Regions from separate parts of the Mus musculus genome. Here all the other regions are linked to region 2. The links are chromatin contacts, called in public HiChIP or PLAC-seq maps. All regions are on one chromosome and are shown on one strand. Each heading gives the region's core, a stretch centred on a gene start, on an enhancer-like site or on the middle of the called end of the contact. The rest is flanking DNA. Distances are from core to core; before and after follow the strand shown. Region 1 overlaps Crybg1 (crystallin beta-gamma domain containing 1). Region 2 holds the start of 1700027J07Rik (RIKEN cDNA 1700027J07 gene). Region 3 overlaps Qrsl1 (glutaminyl-tRNA synthase (glutamine-hydrolyzing)-like 1).

Region 1 (3,569 bases), core at 802-3,301, 250 kb before region 2:
TGTGTTTCGCCAGTCTCTCCTCACACTGAGAAAACTCCCATCTCCAAACCTGGAGTGGGAGAAGCCAGTCCCCCTTCCACTCCAGAGCACAGCCCAGAAACTATGGGGAAAGACTGTCCCTCCAAAGTCCTCGTCCAGGTCCGGTCCTTTGTGCTTCCCGTGGAGAATCCTCAGGATGTGAGCTCTCAGGTCATCTCAGAGAGCTCTGAAGTTAGAGAGGCACAGCTGCCAAGCTGTCACAGTAATGAGCCTGAAGTGGTGTCTGTCACCACTTGTGTTCCGCAGCACGAGGATGCACCAGACACATCACCCAAGGACATCCATCACAGAGAAGGACATGTGGCACAGTCTCGACCACACATCACACAGTCAGGACCTGAGAAGGCTCCGCCCATCCAGAGCAGCAGTGGGATGCCCCAGACAGCGGAGTTCATCCTCACCCACTCTCCCAGCAGCAGAAGTCATGCAGAAGGCCCCCAAAGGCCAGGTCAAGATGCGACCAGCCCACTTACCCCTACCAGGCTTTTGAACATTTCTGCTGGTAGTGACAATAGTGTCTTGGATTCTTCTTCTGATATGGAAAAATTCACTGAAATTATTAAAAAGATGGACAGTGCAGTATGTGTGCCCCAGAAAAAGAAGAAGGCCCGGGTCCCAAACTCTCCAGCCCCTCACTTCGCTATGCCTCCCATTCACGAGGACAGTTTGGAAAAGGTGTTTGATCCCAACGTGTTCACCATTGGTTTAGGGAAGAAGAAGGAAAGCCTGGCAGAGGTGTCACCAGCTTTGCACTTGTTGCAGAACCACGACCCCATATCCAAACTGAGAGCCAAGCGTGCATCCACCGAGCAGAGCATCGTCTTCAAGTCCTTGCACACTAACAGTAATGGGAAGAGCGAGCCACAGACCACTTCAGAAGCAAGTGACAAGGAGAACAGGGACATCAACAGCGGCGGCGTTAAGAGGTCACGGCTAGAAAACAGCACGCTTTTCTCAAGCATGCTTTCTTCTCTGCCACAAGACAAAGTCTTTTCTCCCTCCGTGACGTCAGTCAACACAATGAGCACATCTTTTAGCACTTCTCAGAACAGCTCCGTATCTCAGTCATCAGTGGTACAGCCCAGGAAGGAGGGTGGCCTGCCCTGTGGCTCAGACAAAGAACAGCCACACCTTGCACCCCACAACTCCTTAAAGGTCTTCAATTTCAATTCATCAAATACATCTCGTCTGGGTTCCAGCCACATGGAAAAGTACCCACAAAAAGAGGGAAGCAAGGAAGATGTGAATTCTCAGGGCAACCTACAATTGCCAGAAAACAACCTTTCAGACTTACCCAAACTGAAGAACAGCGATGGCGTGGAAGGTATTCTGAAGTCAAACCTGCCGAATGTTGGGAGCGTGGACGCGGACTTCCTGGGCCTTTTCAAAGCAAGCCGGTATGACCCAGGCCATTCCTTTTCTGGAATGTCCTTATCAGACTCTATGGTAAGTACTAATTCTTATTTAGATGGGATGTTTCTAAACCTAGAGGCAGTGAGGGGCTCAGGTTGTATTTTTACAGGGGTTGTACATGTGCAATAAGTTTCTATTTGTTTACCATGTACCTTTTGTTTTGTTTTGAGACAGGGTTTCTTTGTGTAGCTCTGGCTGTCCTGGATTTAGTTGTGTAGACCTGGCTGGCCTTGAATTCACAGAGATCCACCTGCCTCTGTGCTATGATTAAAGGTGTGCACCACCACTGCCTCACCCCTCTACCCCTACCTCTGTGCACTTTTAAATCTATGTGCAAGGAACTCTTGGAGTCCAAGAAACAAAGACACCAACACTTCCTCCCCCAAGACATTTGTGGCCAAGCCGGGAGAATAAGTTATGTTTCAAGGCATTTGTGAATGTCAGTGTTGTACTATGGAAAGTATAGGAAAGATGCTTTGAGCGATCAGAAAACCTAGGAGACTCGTATTCTTTGTATTCTCTGTAAAAACACTCAGTGCTATATTTAGAATTTTCAAGATGTGTGAAACAGCTTCCTCTACTTGCAAAGGCCCCGCCCAGCCCAAGGATCCCCCTTCTCCTTCCTCTTTGCTCTGAGGTTTCACTCGCTCTCCATAATCGTCATATGTGTAGTTGGGAAACTACCTAAATGGGAATTTGTCTTCCTCAAGTTTGTGGCATAAAGTTTAGTTTGCATTCGTTCTTTCCCTGATAGAGGGAGCTGCAAAATGCAGCTTCCATTTCTTCCTCTCTGAACTGCCTGAAGTTTCCTCTTTGATGGAGACTGAACGTAGGGCCTTTTGTTAGTAAGCACGCTGTTTGTTGCTGGGCCCCATCACCAGCCCAGGATTGTTTGTGCCCTTCTGGTTCCAAGCTCCCTGTTTAAGTTGAGGGAGACTGTGCCTATAACTTGCTTTGCAGTGAGCAAAGCTGTCAGGCAAGTAGAGACATGACCACAGAAAGGACCTGGCGCCCTTCTTCACTGGGCAGGGTGTGGAGGTGGTTTTTGCTATAATCCTCTCATGTTCTGTGATTTTGGAAGCTTTTTCAAAATACATGGTTGGCTAGTTGTGATGAGACATGTCACCAATCACAGCACTCAGGAGGCCAAGGCAGGTAGACAGAAAGTTCAAGACCTGCCTCAGCTGTTTAACATGACTCTGACTAACACACACGTGCACACACACAGGTTTTCAGCATTATTACATGCAGGTTCTCTTTTTCATGGATTTTGTAAACTAATAGATTTTAAACTTTTTCCTAATTAATTAATTAACTAATTAACTTATATCCTCGTCACTGGCCCCCCAGGTCCCCCCTCACACAGTCCCTCCCCTATCCCCACCTCCCCTTCTCCTCTGAGAGGGTGGGGCCCACCGGTGTATTCTCCTGCCCCCACCATGGCACATCAAGTCTCTCCAAGGCTAGGTACATCCTCTTCCACTGAGGCCAGACAAGGCAGCCCAGCCAGGGGAATGGGACCCATAGCCAGGCAATAGCTTTAGGGATAGTCACTGCTCTGGTTGTTGGGAGACCCACATGAAGACTGAGCTGCATATCTGCTATGTATGTGCCAGACCCAGCCTGTGTATGCTATTTGGTTGGTGGTTCAGTCTCTGAGAGGCTCCAAGGGTCCTGATTAGTTGACTCTGATGGCCTTCCTATGGAATTCCTGTTCCCCTTTGGAGCCTTCGATCCTTTCCCCATATCTTCCATAAGAGCCCTCGAGCTCCATCCAGTGGGTTTGTGAAGACCCATTTACCTTTGAATATTGAGATCTCCGAAGAACTTTTGTTTAATTGTGCAGCACATCTATATTAGAATTTCATGTGGGAACTCAGCCCCCCAGAAAACACGTGTGAATACTTCAGAGCAATGGCGTGCTGTAGACCCCATACTCACTCAGAAAGGGCAGATAACCTCTTGTTACTATGAGCATAGCTTTGAGCTCATGGGGCACCAGGAAAGGTTCTTGGGACAAACCTCCCTTACTCCAGGACCACCCCACCCCAGCCCAGCACTGCAGGATGTGAGCCCAGAGCTTCACACATGCCAATTATAAGCTCTTCATCACTGAG
Region 2 (3,115 bases), core at 506-3,005:
AGAGAGAGAGAGAGAGAGAGAGAATGAATGAGAATTCTAGGGACAACATCAACGTCAGCAGAAAGAGTCAGGAGCAGTAAACCAACAGTGGTACAGACATCTTGAGACTGCCCCGCCCACAACATGCTTCTCACCTGAGCACTATGGGAAAGTCAGTAGTGCAGGACACCCACGCCCAGTTAAGAGATGGGAAGAGAGCGCCAGAGAGAGCACTTGCAGATGACTCCAGTTGACCTGGATGCTGTATTTAGCAGGAATGCTGGGAGGAAAGTGAGGGATCTTGGTCTGTTGGATGACTTCCACTGGAATCTGAAACTATCTGTTCAGGGAGGAGGGCATAGGGAAACCCAGAGAGTCAAGCCCTCTCCTGAAGCATAGGCCTTCTAGGGCTGAGTCTCCCTTCTGTGCCAAGCAGTGGCACTAGGAGTCTCTTACACTGAGTTTTTAGATGTCTGAACTACTTCCATTGTCTCCGAGTTCAGCGTGAAAGTTATTTATATGGTTGTCCCTGACTTCCTAGATACCTTTAGCCAGAGTCAAGAGAAGAAGTTTGGCTAATTATCTGCCTGTGCTTGTATGTAAGCTAGGGATAAGATTTTGGCCAGTCTTTACACATAACATCAGACACGTGACTCTAAATGAGTCCTACATTCAGTCAAAAATCCGGACAATTCTGGTTATGGTGTTGACATCTGCTCTTGAGACTGTTCTTCCACATCTGTAAAGAGAACCTTCCTTAAAGAATGAATAGAGGGAGCCGGCCATGATGGCATAGGCCTTCGATCCCAGCAACAAAGGTAGAGGCAGAGGGATCTCTACCAGTTTGAGGCCACCCTGGTCTAGATATCCCAGCACTCGGGAGGCAGAGGCAGGCGGATTTCTGAGTTCAAGGCCAGCCTGGTCTACAAAGTGAGTTCCAGGACAGCAACAGCTATACAGAGAAACCCTGTCTCAAAAAACCATTTAAAAAAAAAAAAAAAAAGACTCACTTCAGCACACTGTTTGAGGGATAGCCTCCCCCCCAGTGAGGGTGCCCTCGCCATGGATGGCTGTGAGAGCAGGTTGTAGTAATGAAGACTGGAGCTTGAGACAGTGTCTCATGGTATTCAGCTAGCTTTCTCTTTCTTAGTCATCAGTTGAAACACCCTCCCCAATACACCCACAGGCATGTTTCTAGGTGATTGTAAATCCAGTAAAGATGACAGTGATCCTCACCACTGATGGTAAGTATGGTGGGGAAATGGGGTCAGATCCTACCTTATGTTGGCCAGGGATGGATGATCCCAGAGGCAGAGGAGTGGAATGTTCTCTGGAGCCTGGGAAGTCTTCATTCACTCGTCCATATGGCAAACAATTCACGTAGTATGCCCACTTGCCTGGTGTGTACTTGACAATGAAGCTTGTGCTGACGTTATCTCCTCCCTTGGGAAGTTTACGGTCCAAGAGTTTTGTGACAAAGCAACAGCATTCAGAGTTGAGTATTATGGCGGGAGAAATACTGAGGAGTGGGGGCGGGGCCAGGCAGAGTATTCAAGAGTGGCTGGAAAAATTTCAAGGGCTGGAATTTATCACACAAGCCAAATAAATGCCTGAGGGCCTCTGTGTCCCGTGACCCTATTATAGAATTTATAGCTCAAGGACATCTTTGAGATCCCATGGCCGCCATCCTTACATCAGTTTGGGACCAGCTGACACCTGGTCCTCTCCTATTTTTATCCCAGAGGGCAGTGAGGTTCAAACCCACATAATACAGTTGGCAGATTTCATTCCCCAGAGACTAAATGTGGAGAGGTTCAGTGACTTGCCCAAGGGCATTTATTGAGTCAACAGTTGAAATGGGAACAGTTACCAGATGCTGGGGCCAGGTGACTCCCCCTTCCCTCAGTGTCTGCTAAGGGGAATCATCTTGTGAAGTATCAAATGGCTCTAGTCTTCTGATGAGTGTGCAAATCAAAGAGCAAATGAGAAGGGTAGGTGTCAATTTCCCTTGACGTAACCCCTTCCGACTATGCAGCAACCAACATGAGAAGAATGTGACCTAGGTTGTACTAAAACCATTTTTTTGTTTGTTTGGTTTTTGTTTTGTTTTGTTTTTCTAAATTTCTCTCAGACAACTAGTAAACAGGAGGGCTGGCTGAGTGTCAACCTAACGGAGAACAGAGGAAAAGTCAAGTGTGCACTAGCTTAGGGTTCTAGATAGTTGAAATGACTGCCAGCAACTCATGCCTTTTATATTTGAGTGTCCTGTGTCATTAGTCGTGGAGGGGTGTGGGAGACACTTGTTTTCACTGGGTTATTACTGTTAGTGACATGCAGGACGGGCTGGGGATGGAACCCTGGCTTATTATTACTGTTAGTGAAGTGCAGGATGGGCTGGGAATGGAACCCAGGGTCTCAATCCTGTTAGAGGCAAGGACTTGTGGTAACAGAGCCACAGCCCCATTCTGAGAGGTATGGCTTAAGCACAGAGCATTAATATAGTCCACTTGGGACTTTGGTAAGCTGCACATATTGGATGAGTCCTGGCTGCCTGCATTCCTGCTGATATAACAAAAGGTGAAAGTTCCTATTCAAAAGATGTTCTGTGATTCACTTCACCGGGTGGCAAAGACAACATGGCCTGTATGTTGTGAGTCTACCTAGTCCTTGCTATAGTTTGGATTTGGTGTACCTCCATGCGTTGAAGGCATGGTCCCCAGTCAATGCTATTGTGGGGAGAGGTGGGATCTAGTAGAGAAGTCCTAGATCACTGGATGTGTGCCCCAGAAGAGGCACACATCTTCTTGTGGTACCCACTCTTTTCTCTTTTGCTTCTTCTGGCCATGGTATGAGGAGTTTGCTCAAACATGCTTAAAGATAGACTTTGCCTCCGGCAACCTCACCAAAGGCTTGCCAGAAATTGGTCTTCTTGGTTATGGAGTAGAACCTTTAAAACCATGAGCTGGACAACCTTTCCTCTTTGTAAGTTGATTATCTCATGCATTTTGTTGTAGTGACAGAAAGGCGATTTAAATACCCCTCTCACCAACATCCTTAGGAGTGACAAAGGAATAGGCTGTTAAATTTCACATTGAGGATCCCTGAAAAGAATGACATTGCCTGCAGAATTGCACAT
Region 3 (3,360 bases), core at 59-2,558, 130 kb before region 2:
AGGAAGTGCTGCCCAGTGGCCAGCTCTGCCTCAAGCCGTCTTAGACATAACAGTTCATACTGATCTTTACCTTCATGGGTCCAGGCAGCTTATGGAATTCCTTAAGATTAACAAACCTCAGAACATAGAGAACACAACAGGGGACGTGGTCATCGTGACCCTGCTCTGAGTTGTTTTCCTGTGTCAATGACCGTCAGGCATGGAACAAAATGACTACAGCTATTCTTGGGGTGGGAGTGGGGGAACAGATCTCAACAAAACATGAAAATTAAAGCCTAAAGTAAAGAGTACTGTGTTTGCCCTTACCTGCATCCATCCTTGTTACTATCCTGCTTTGACTTTCTTCTGCTTTTCTACACATGCTCCTCCACTCCCACCCCACCCAGCACACACTGGATTTTGATGTCTCATTTGAAAAAAAAAAAAACTTTTAGACATGACATTTCACAGCTGAGTAATTTAGCACAAATCTGAGAATAAAGACTCTCCTTCCTAAACACAGTTTCATCATCTCAAAACTAACATGAGGCCACTTCTGTTAACTCCACTAATTTTCTGGTTTTACTCTTTGTTTCTGAAGGACCTAGATTCTCCTTTTATTACTCCTTCCATGTTTAAAACATTCTTTTAGGGTAGTGATAGGTTATTTTTCCACCAGTAAAATGAGCCAACTGAAGCCAGATTAGATTATATTAAAGGCAGGTTTATTGGAAAGCTGTTCTGTTCCAGGGAAGTTGCCATGGGGAGAGCAGAGGTGAGGAGGTGAAGGCGAGAGAGGGAGCTTCTGAGAGAGGGAGCTTCTGCGGGGAGATGGCGGGAAGGGGGAGGGGCGAGGGTGCGTGGTAGAAGACTGCTCAAATAACTTAGAATAAAACTGCAAGTTGGAATCCAATACAGCCATAAAGAGGAAATGGCGGTCTCTGTGAACTGACACACAGTGTCATACAAATTATATGGACAAAAGTACAGAGATATATTTATCATAATTGGGGGGGATTTGGAAGGTGGCTTTCTTTCATTCTTTTCTTTGCTTCCCCCCTCCCCTTTTTTCAGACAGGATTTATCTGGCTGTCCTAGAAATCACTGTGTAGACCAGGCTGGCCTCAAACTCATGGAGATAACGCCTGGCTATCATTAATTTGTTTTAAGCTTACTCTGTCTTTCTTAACAAGCACGGGAAAGGAGGATTCAGCTGATGGCTTCTTTCTCTTCCTCAGGCTTGCCAGCAGTGAGTGTCCCTGTGGCCCTCTCAAACCAAGGGCTGCCAATAGGACTGCAGTTAATTGGACGTGCATTTTGTGACCAGCAACTTCTGACAGTTGCCAAGTGGTTTGAAAAACAAGTACAGTTTCCTGTTATTCAACTGCAGGGCCTCATGGATGATGGCTCGTTGGTTCTTGAAAATGGAAAGTTAACGTCTGCTTCTCTGACCCAGAGATGATCAGAATCTCGTGCAGTTGCCTGGTGGTAGGATGCTGGGATCTTACGCTGGCCTCAGGCTTGCTCTCTGCCACTGGACTGATCCCCACCTCTGTATCATGCAGTTAAAATGCCCCTTAGAAGTGCTGTTCTCTGAGTGTCGGTGATCTCATTCAGCCCTGTGATCAGGGTCACTGTCAACCCTGTCTGTCCTGGGAATCATTTGTTCAAATCCCTATGATGCTGTAAATTGTAATGTTGTATACATTGTATATTGTAACTATGGTATTCTATATTAAAATGTTCTATAAACCTAAGTACTGGATTTTACTATAATACAAAAATACAAGCTCCTAAAAACAATGCATTCTGCATAATTTTCATTTGAAATAACAAATTACAGTAGAATTAAGTTTAGTAATAAATGTCTCAAAATGTGTACGTCTTTATAACCAAGTAACTGACAGGCCGTTCCTTCTGTGGTAGAGGCAGCCTCAGAGCCATGCAAGGCTGGGCAGCTCCTCAGTCAGGCACAAGACTCCTTTTGTTTGTGAAAACAGAGTTTTAAATGACAGAGCTTCCCTCTCCTGGTTAAATGTTTGCTCCACTTCTCCCAGAGCCTAAGACCTCAAGGCCAGGACTGTGTCACAGAGTCGTCTCCCTCAACCTCAGGGAGGAAGATTCTAAATGCCCAAGTAACACCCAGTGTGGAAAGTGTAAGAGACTTTGGTGAAGATGACAGAGTCGGCATGGAATGCCGCAGGGTTCCTGTGTCCCCGTGATGGTTTTTATCAGTGTTCCCTATTTGGAACCCTTGAGCCCAAGCTAGACGAAATCTAATAGAAATGTTACTCATCTGAGGTGTCACCATTGAGTATCTCTCTTTGTTAGGACACCTGTCACCTCACATTCATCAGTCATTCTGGTTTGACACTTGAACATTGTTGACGAAAACAGGAACCTAAGTTACAGTAATACATTTATTTGCTTAGGAAGGAAAGCCTTAAGTATGAAGGATGTTTGGAAATAATGAGGCTGAGGCCCTGGACCATTTGTTAGGAATCCAAGTTGCCTATTGCCTTCATTGACAGTGTTCCCTCTTCTAGGGCATCCGTCCCCCTCCCCAATGCTCAGTCTGATTACACATAAAATGGTCCACGTGCCAGGCTTACCTGCACTCTTACAAACTCAACCAAGTCCCTGAAAGGAAAAGAATCTACAAGAAAACTACGTTACATTTGGCCCTCCACACCCATTGATCCCACACTTACAGTACCACCAACCAGATTACAGATCAAAACTAACTGGTTAGAAAGATGAAATTAATTCTAGAAAGTTCCAAAAGGCTTTTCTCTGATCACTACGAGGAATCCATTCAAAAGAGTAATGTGTAGTTATTAGAGATTCCAGGTAACCCAAAAGTTTAAAATATACAAATCTCTGACATTTTATATAAGGAATCCATTCCCCTCATAGAAATACTTAGATAAGAGGAAAGCATCCTGGTCAGAAGAGGTAATGCAACATGAAAGCAAGCAGAAAAACAAAACGAAACTGTCGAGGTTGGGTCTGCTGCTATGCATTGTGACTCTAAAGACTGGCCCTGGTTACCTCAGGGACAAGAGAATCTTCACCTAGACTAAGAGGTGCTGTGACTTTGCTCCTTAGTTTAAAACGATTGGTTAAATAATGATGCTAGCACCTGATAGCTGAGCAGAAGAGAGGTAGGTGGGGTTTCAGTTCCTGGGATTAGGGTCTGAGAAGAAAGTGGAGAAAGGAGACACCGAGGCATGGGTGAGTCGCGAAAACATGGCCACAAGGGCTGGCCAGTTGGAGTTAAGAGCAGCCCGGATGAAACAGTAAGTCATAACTCAGGGTTAATGATAGGGAAGTAGACACTAATGGCTTAGGAGTTGATATCTGCCCAGCTCTAATGCTTTA

What was found. HiChIP or PLAC-seq counts read pairs in DNA pulled down with a chosen protein or histone mark.
Region 1: a BATF HiChIP or PLAC-seq map of CD8 T cells shows a contact between it and region 2, with 6 read pairs. The contact joins the enhancer-like site here to the promoter of 1700027J07Rik in region 2. A contact is called at or near these places in 2 of 484 Hi-C or Micro-C datasets (CD4 T cells and regulatory T cells) and 2 of 115 datasets of contacts at active chromatin or transcription factors (CD8 T cells and double positive thymocytes).
Region 3: a contact with region 2 is called in a RAD21 HiChIP or PLAC-seq map of pro-B cells, with 2.1 times the contacts expected there. The contact joins the enhancer-like site here to the promoter of 1700027J07Rik in region 2. A contact is called at or near these places in 1 of 39 promoter capture datasets (the C10 cell line), 1 of 15 datasets of contacts at CTCF or cohesin (pro-B cells), 1 of 484 Hi-C or Micro-C datasets (bone marrow-derived macrophages), 4 of 115 datasets of contacts at active chromatin or transcription factors (the 230-238 cell line, the SCID.adh cell line, large pre-B cells and 1 more) and 2 of 9 other capture datasets (adipose tissue and pancreatic islet).

The regions. Positions count from the first base shown.
Region 1 is chr10:43,994,968-43,998,536 of GRCm38.p6, reverse strand. Crybg1 (crystallin beta-gamma domain containing 1) reads left to right here. Exons shown (of 22, transcript NM_001368305.1): 4 at 1-1,485. Among named protein-coding and RNA genes, the nearest start is that of Gm40636, 28 kb to the right of the region's middle. Within about 2 kb of position 2,051, at least 79 of the 459 cell types and tissues checked have an H3K27ac peak or open chromatin away from gene starts, as enhancers often do. A contact at or near this core is called in CD8 T cells and regulatory T cells, where this site is marked.
Region 2 is chr10:43,744,798-43,747,912 of GRCm38.p6, reverse strand. 1700027J07Rik (RIKEN cDNA 1700027J07 gene) reads right to left here and starts at 1,755. Exons shown (of 4, transcript NR_040581.2): 1 at 1,258-1,755. RefSeq lists an enhancer at 1,235-1,775.
Region 3 is chr10:43,872,564-43,875,923 of GRCm38.p6, reverse strand. It overlaps Qrsl1 (glutaminyl-tRNA synthase (glutamine-hydrolyzing)-like 1), which reads left to right. Exons shown (of 11, transcript NM_001081054.2): 11 at 1,218-1,734. The coding sequence ends at 1,441. Among named protein-coding and RNA genes, the nearest start is that of Qrsl1, 27 kb to the left of the region's middle. Within about 2 kb of position 1,308, at least 17 of the 459 cell types and tissues checked have an H3K27ac peak or open chromatin away from gene starts, as enhancers often do. A contact at or near this core is called in the 230-238 cell line and pro-B cells, where this site is marked.